Regions from separate parts of the Oryctolagus cuniculus genome. Here region 1 is linked to region 2. The links are chromatin contacts, called in public Hi-C maps. All regions are on one chromosome and are shown on one strand. The core of a region is the stretch at or near the end of the contact, and the rest is flanking DNA. Distances in the headings are between cores, read along the strand shown.

Region 1 (4,304 bases), core at 267-2,766, 37 kb after region 2:
CACAGAATTAGTGAGCGCAGTCCCCAGGGGGGCGCTGGCAGACGCCCTCCCTGGGGTCCTGCTCTTATCCTCTGGGAAGAACCTTGAAGCAGCATCTGACCTGCACCCAGGCGCTGCACCTCGGGCAACCTAACATATCCCCCCAAGGAGACCCTGGAGAGAGAAAGGAGCCACAGTTAGCCTCAGCCGAGGAGCGAAGGGGGTCGGCCTCTGGCTGGGCACGCACGGAGGGGAAGGAAGACACCTGGGAAAGCCGCCAGAGCCTGCGTCCTTGCTAGGAGCAGGGCTGTAATGCTCTCCATCCCAGCCCTCCAGCGCCCGGCGAGGGCAGGTGGAGAGTGGCAGCCCGGGGGCTGAGCCAGCCCTGGCATGGACCTGGGCAGAACAGGACGCCCAGGTGCGCAGTCCCCCAGCTTCGCCAACCTCCGCCGCAGAAGGCAGCAGGGTCATTTTGAAGGCGCCCCCTCCCCTTCCGCAAAGTCCTCAGCCTCAAACTCAGCAGGGGCCGGGCTCCCAGCGCCAAGCCCTGGCTCCCCAGTTCCACCCAGACGGGCGCCCTCCTCCGTCCTCCCGAGGAAGCCTGCGGGGTGCTCTTCGCCGGGGGAAGAGGTGTCCACCCTCCGCGGCCGGCGATCCCCGGCTTTGGCCCCTTCCCCCTCGTCTCGCCCCGACACCCCTTTGTTTCAGGCCGGGAAAGTTGCCAGCGTGCACCCCCTTCCCCAACACGCCCCCCTGGGCGCCCATCCCCCGCAGGGAAGCCAGCCTCGGGCGCACCAAATCATCTGCAGCTCGCTCTCGGGCCCGGGGCAGCCGCTTCGAAACCGAAAGCAAAGAGAGGAAGCGAAATCCGGCAGTGCCCCCAGCCCGGGCGCCCGGTCTTCCCCATCACTGCCCCCATCGCCCGCGCCCCCCGGCGCTCGGCGCTGCCCGGCCGGCGCGGCCACCTCTCCAGGCGGCCGGCGGAAAGGCCTCTCTTTCCCTCTCTCTGCGGGCATCGAGGACACCTACCGGTGCGGGGTCGGGGCGGCGGGCAGGGGCAGGGGCAGGGCAGGGCCGGCCGCCCGCCGGGCGCAGGTGCCGCCAGGAGCGCCGTCTCCCCGGCAGGCTCCGCTCCTCCTCCCGCGCCGGGACTCGGGGCGCTCTCCTGCGCCGCCTGCTCCCCGCCCCCACGCCCGGCGCTCCGGCTCCCCCCGCGCCGACTTGCGGGCCGCGCGTCCCCCCCACCCCCCACCCCGAGCCGCCTGGCCCTCGGCGCCGCGCCTAGTCCCGCAGCGCTCGCCGGCGCGGGGGCCGGGGGGCTGCAGCCGCCGCGGCTCGGGAGCAACGGAGCCCCTCGCTGCGGCGGCGGCGGCACTCACCCATAGTACGGATGCGGTGCAAACTGCACATGCTCGTGTCTGACAGGCGCTCTGCCCCCGGCCCGGCTTAACTCCTTGCTCACCCGCCGGCGCCGACCTGGCCGCTTCCTGCAGCAGGGGGCGCCGGCCCGGTCCTCGGCTCGGGGCCGCAGCAGCGCCGGTGGGGCTGTGATGCAGGGCTCCCCGCCACCCCGCCTGCATTTAAGGTGTCCGCAGGGCGAGGCGGCACCTCCCAGCTCGCAGGAGTCGCTGGGACCGCGTGTATAGCATCCACTGTGGGTGTCCCGCAGGCCTGGGCTCCCTGAGAACCACCCGTGCCCTGGTGTTGCAGGCCCACTGTGCGCCGGCCTCGTGAAACAGCCGTGCAAGGTCTTTTGTTTTTTATGATCCCCATCTCCAAGATGGAGAAACTGAGGCCTATGAAAGTGGAGGAATTTGCCTATGGCGAGGGCTGAGTCTCCAACGTCCATGATTTCATGTGTGCCGCCAAGATAAACGGAATGTGTTCCTTATGAGGTCAGTCTGCATTCCTGTATTGGGAGGTGAATATAATGGCTGTCATCCTGCAAGCCTGCGGATTCCATGATATGAATGTGGGAAATACCATGCAGGAATACCCTGCGGAAAGGATGGGCTGGGGTGGGAACAAAATCCCCATTCCCACGCAGAGCCTGGGTCCTGGCGCTGGCCGCCTCGGCCGAGAAGAAAGGACATTCTATTTATGCATTTATTTTAGATCTATCTATCTATCTATCTATCTATCTATCTGTTTATCTATTTATTTGACAGCAGAGTTACAGAGAGAGAGAGAGAGATCTTGCATCCATTGGTTCACTCCCAAATGGCCGCAATGGCTGACGCTTGGCCTGGCCAAAGCCAGGATTCTGGAATTCCATCCAGGTCTCCTACATGGGTGGTAGGAGCCCAAGTACTCAGGCCATTTTCCTCTGCCTTCCCAGGCACGTTGGCAGGGAGCTGGCTTGGAAGTGGAGGAGCCCGCACTCAAACCAGCACTCATACATGGGATGTGTTGCAGGGAGTGGCTTAAGCCACTGTGCCACAGCATCAGCCCCAGGAATGCCCTTTTCTGATCCTCATGCAGACTCACTGTGTGTCTGGGCCTGATTCTGGCATCAAGGCTGCTTCTCAGTCTCCAGGGAGAGCAAATGGGGAGAGGGAAGACAGGAGAGATTGCTACCTGTACCCCCTCCCTTTGTTTAATTTTTTTTATTATTATTTACTCAAGAGACAGAGAAGAGAGGGTTCGGGTTCCCATCCACTGGGTCACTTCTCAAGTGCCCATGGAACTCAATCCCAGTCTCCCACATGGATGGAGGAGCCCAGTCGCTTGAGCTGTCACCACTGCCTCCCGGAGTCTGCATTAGCAGGAAGCTGGAGTCAGGAGCCAGAGCTGGGAATTGAACCCAAGCGTTCCAATGTGGGACATGGGCATCTTAACTACTGTGCTGAAGACCTGCCTCCTTACCCCTTTTTAAACCTTAAACCATGCCACGGTGACAAACAGCCCTCAGAAGTTCAAGCCAGTGGCCGGTGCTGTGGCATAGTGGGCTAAGCCTCCACCTGCAGTGCCGGCATCCCACACGGGCGCTGGTTCAAGTCCCAGCTGCTCCTCTTCCAATCCAGCTCTGCTATGGCCTGAGAAAGCAGTGGAAGATGACTCAAGTCCTTGGGCTCCTGCACCCATGTGGGAGACCTGGAAGAAGCTCCTGGCTCCTGGCTTCGGATTGGCTCAGCTCTGGCCGATGCGACTATCTGGGGAGTGAACCAGAGGATGGAAGATCTCTCTCTCTCTCTCTCTCTCTCTCTCTCTCTCTGTCTCTTCCTCTCACTGCCTGTAAATCTGCTCTCAAACAAATAAATAAAATCTTTAAAAAAAAAAAAAGTTCAAGGCAGCATGGAGTCTTCTAAGAAAAGGAACCTCAGGTTCATCCAGCTGTTCTTGCCCCACTCTGGGCAAGAAGCTGGGCTGCTTTTCTCTGAACCTGAACCTACCCTGATCTTATGTCTTCCCATAATTGTCTGATGGGGCCCTGAGTCTTCCCTTAACCTCCTGTACCTGCCCAGGGTGTTTAAAGATCAACAAAGGTGCATCCCAAAACTGGGGGTAGACAATGAGGACAAGGAATTCTAAGCTTATTCCAATATATACCCTGCTCTTGGCTGCCCAAGCCACTCTTATGGAAAATACTGGGTTTCCAACAAGGAGGAGTTACATTGGGTTCCTCAAACCAGTATAGGAAATACATAGCCACGTGGAGCCAGTGGCAAGAGCTCTGTATAATGGAGTGGCAATCTTCCTCTGTATAATGGAGAGAATATGCCTTCTTCATAAGCATTCTGTGACAGTGTAATGTCTGTGAAGTCCTCAGTACACAAAGGTCGTTCTATAACAAGGATCTATGGGATCCTTTCTGTGGGAGCAAAGACTGGGAGAAGGGAAAGGGGTCAGCGCTATAGGCAGGCATATAGGCTGTCCCCGGGACATTGTCAGAGAGGCAGTGGACAGCCCCATCTCAGGGATTCTGGTGAGAAGCAGCTTCAGTTACTCGGGCAGCAAGGTCTGTCTGATGAAGCGAGACACCCGCTAGGCTCCCCACCCGGAGGGCCTATTGCACCTGCTCTTGTTCTCTCACTGGGCCTGGGCTGGCGCGGCTCTCTCCCGGGCTCTGGGAGGCAGCACTGTGCAGAGGAAAGCAATAAAGAGATGGAAAGGCAGAAGGTCTGAGTTCCCGGCATCTGATCCATTAGGCATAGTAGGCACAGTGCCGAGTGCCAACAGTATTTTTAGGGGCCCACAGAAATGAATTTCTTATAAAATCAGAGGCAAAAAATAAACCTTGAGGTCAAAGACAATGTTTTCGTATATAATATTAATATTTTCTCCCTTAGTGTAGAAGCTGTGGTCTAGAAGTTGAAATGCCAGTT
Region 2 (3,890 bases), core at 1,278-3,777:
CACCCTGCCCTGAGCTCGTCTGGACAGACAGACAAGGAGATGCTGCAGAAATGAGGCAAAAACAAGAGGACTTGCTCCTCTGGGGCTCACTTCTGCGGCAGCTAAGCCTCCAACAATTCCCTTACCTCCCAGGGCCCCAAACACTTCACTCAAGCCCCCCACCCCCACCCCGCCGGCCAGCACCACTTGACTTGTTTGTGGTGCTGAGCTGGGTCGGGAGCTCAGGTGGAATGCCCTTCCCACTGCATGCACGGAGGCCCAAGGCCCAAAGTACCCAGGAACCTACTGGTAGAAAGGGAACGTGGGAAGATGCTGCCTCCCATGTGCCGGCTCTCTTGCCTCACTCACGTCTGCCAGTCTGGGTCTGGCCCAGTTTTTAGAAGCCATGTGTCTCTAGGATGGCTCCAGCAGTGACGTGCTGTGACTGCCGGGCACTCCCACCACTTTAGAACCACAGCCCCGTGATGGGGCTTGGATAGGAAGCCGGGTAAACCTGCAACCTCCAGACCCAAGCCAAAGAGGCACTGGGCAGGCAGGCTGGGCTGGGGACCCCCTCGGTGCCCATAACACACTCACTTCTCACACCCTGAGTGCTCGGCTCCGAACAGACATCAGGATCGGTGTCCAGGAGGGTCCGGGGCCAGCCGCTGTCCTGGTTCCACACTGGAGCTTGGTGCCATTCTCAGCAGCGTGGGCAAGCATCAGCCACGGGACTCAGCTGAGCCCTGGCTGGTGGGCGGGCCACCTCCATCACTTCCATGCGTCCCTTGGGAATGAAAGAGGAGGCCTTTGTTAGCTTCATCTGTCCCCTGCCCTGAGCCACCAAGTTAAGCTGGCTGAAGGGACAGCTCTAAGGCAAACATTGCAAAGGCCTGGGCTCCGGGCCCAGTCACCAGGGCCCCTCTCCTGGAACCGGCCACCTCCTCTCAGCTGTTTTGTCTGCTCAGGTCTGGTCAACCCAGCCATGAGAGCCTGAGATGGTGCCGGGACAATCCACACCGTGGGGACAGGACCTGGGGCTTCTTGCATCACCAGTGAGTGAGCGCACACTTGTCAATCTGAGCAGAGATATAATTTTAGAATCAAGCTCCATCCTCAGTTAGCTTCAAATTACTCTCTCACCTTCACCCTGCAGTGGGGACATCTGTCGTCAAGGGTGGTCAAGAGCCAGACAGGGTGGGGCATTTGCTGCAGCATTTTGGACATCAAGCAGAATCGCACACAGACAAACAAGCAGTCTGCTCAAACCTTCCACCCGCAATTTCACGACTGTGATACATATTTATCTCTCTTTATTACTTTGCAATCGTTACTATTATTTTCTCATTGTTATTATTACTCTTAACATCGATAACTGGCTATAAGTTGTTATCAACCTTACTTTATAACACCCTTTGCCAAGTACATATGTTTAACAATGTTGCCAAGACTCGTCCATTTGATGGAGATCCCAGCGTTTTTTGCTTTACAATGAAGGTGCTGGGGCAGGTGCATGGCACAGCGATTAAGCTCCCACTTAGGGTGCCTGCATCCCAAATCATAGTGCCTGGGTTCCACTCCAGGCTCCTCTCCATTCCAGCTTCCTGTTAATGTGCACTCTGGGAGGCAGCAGATGATGGCTCAAGTGGTTGGGTTCCTGCCATCCGTGGAGGGGATCCAGATAGCGTTCCTGGCTCCTGGCTTCAGTCTGGCCAGCCCCAGTCATTACAGGCATTTGGGGAGTGAATGAACCAGGGCATGGGAGATTCAATCTCTCTGTCTCTCTCTCTCTCTCTCTGAGTGTGTGTGTCTCACTGCCTTTCAAATAAAGTAAAAGTTTTTAAATTTAAAAGGAGGATGTTGAAGCTTCCCTGAAAACCCGTTATAACACAGTGCACAGCTGCCCAAGGACAGTATTGAGGCCTAACAGAGCCCTGTGGAGACTCAGATCAGTCTCTCGGATGCTGATCTCCGTATACGGCTGGGGTGGGAGTGGGCGTCACCCCCACATGGACAGCCAAGCACAGTGCATCACAGGCACAGTCCCACCACGCAGCAGATGACACTCACCTCCACTTCCTCCCTGCCTCCACCCTCAGGCTCTGAGCAGAAGTAACTAGGTCTTTGCTCCCCAGGCTGACAGTCTGTGAGGCAATCACCCAGAGGAAGTGAATGCATAGGGCTCAGAGATCGGAAACGCACTATATGAAGATGTACTTTTGGGGGGTGGGGTGTGTACCCCTTGCATCTCCCACTCCGGGCTCCTGGCTTCAGTGTGAAGTGCACTGGGCTGTTGGGCTCCCCTTGCCTCTGTCTCTCCCCAGCTCCTTCACCCCACACACCTGTCTCTCTTCCTCCCTCCCCCAGGCCGCCGATGGTGGACAGGGACCACCCTGGCATGTACCCATCAGCTAAAGGAAAGGGCCGCAATGGCCGGGCACATCTGATACCCACCCCCCAAACACACCAGCAGCACTGTGACCCTGTGCCTGGGGAGTTCAATCCCACCCACGAGTACTTCCCCTTCTCTGGCCCTGAGCAGGCCACAGCATTAGCACAAGCCCAGACCAAAACAGAAACAGAAACCAAAGACCACATTCTGCCCGCCCAGCCTGCTGGTCGCTGGCTGCCGTTGGCCCAGAAAGCTGCTGCCGGCCACGCCTTCCGCTTCCTATGTGCAGATGGTCCCACCCCTGCCCCCAAGCTGTCCCCAGCCCTCTCCAACACTCCCTGCCCCCCAGGAACAGGTCCCAGAGGACAGAGGACAGGAGGCCCCTTTGTGGACCGCTTGGGCTGCACCGTCAGTGTTCGGAACAGATGAACGGGTGAAGAGCTCATGTGCAGGTGGACTGACTTTTTCATGGCTCTCCCCTCTGTGACTCTCCCAGGACTCCTGCGGAGCAGCGAGTGCAGAAGCGACCACTTCCATTTCATAGGAGAAAACAGAGGCTCAGGACTTGGACTTGCTGAGATCCACACTTTGGATTCAACTTCCATCCTCAGGCTCTGAGGCCCCCATAGCAAACCTTCAAACTGCCTCCCACCTACATCTCGTCCTTAAGGCACACATCTGCGCCCGCGCAGCACGGGTCTTCCATTCCGCGTAATCTACTTAGTCTGTTCGCTAAGCTGCTTATTTTGCAAACACACAGCTGAGTTTGTCCACCGGCTTTTCCATCAGCATGCTTGGGGCACTCCTGGGAGCTTGAAGAAGCAGAGACCATGGCCCTGTCCTCCCTTCCTGCCATCCTCTGCACTCACCCACCCCCACCACCCCTTCCTCTGGATCCTGCTTATCCCACAGCAACTGGGCTGTTCTGTTCCTGATGTCCCCACGAGCCAGGGACCATCCTTGTAGTGAAACACCTTGTTCCAGCCTAAAACTATCTGTGTGCCTGTTTCCCCCACCAGGCAATGCAGTCCTCGAGAACACAGAACTCCTGTTGGATGCATGCACCAACAAGGTAGAGAAAGGCCCAGTCAAATTCCTGGGAGATAGAATCACCCAGTGTTAGTAACCAGGCAGAGTCATGTCTGGCGCCATCATGGAGGGCGCCTCTCCCACAAAGCACCATGAATGTAGGCTTGCGACGTCAAGGCTCTACCGATCAGAGAAGATAGGAGGCTGCCTGCTTTTCTTTCTCCCATCTCCAAGAGCCATCACACAAACTGAGAGGTGAACAGGGCCAGAGCCAGTGGCTTGGATCTGGACAACACCCAAGTCCCGTCCAATAACACATAAGGATGGCTGGGGCAGGAACAGAGCATCCCAGACAGCCTGGGGGACAGCACAGGCCCCTGCAGGAGCCAGAGGCCAAGCCCTGGTTCAGGTGAGAATAGCACTGCCTGTTCTGTTCTTCCCACAATGCACTGGCACTCACAAAAGGCACATCCAGTGTTCACACACCCAG

The links. A called contact is a pair of places that touch in the nucleus more often than the background predicts.
Region 1: a Hi-C map of skin fibroblasts shows a contact between it and region 2, with 8 times the contacts expected there. The contact joins the promoter of TMEM229B here to the enhancer-like site in region 2. A contact is called at or near these places in 2 of 6 Hi-C or Micro-C datasets (skin fibroblasts and an unstated tissue).

The regions. Positions count from the first base shown.
Region 1 is chr20:13,385,602-13,389,905 of mOryCun1.1, forward strand. TMEM229B (transmembrane protein 229B) reads right to left here and starts at 1,517. Exons shown (of 5, transcript XM_070065127.1): 1 at 1,359-1,517.
Region 2 is chr20:13,347,279-13,351,168 of mOryCun1.1, forward strand. It overlaps TMEM229B (transmembrane protein 229B), which reads right to left. Exons shown (of 5, transcript XM_070065127.1): 2 at 577-766. Among named protein-coding and RNA genes, the nearest start is that of TMEM229B, 38 kb to the right of the region's middle. Within about 2 kb of position 2,528, at least 2 of the 8 cell types and tissues checked have an H3K27ac peak or open chromatin away from gene starts, as enhancers often do.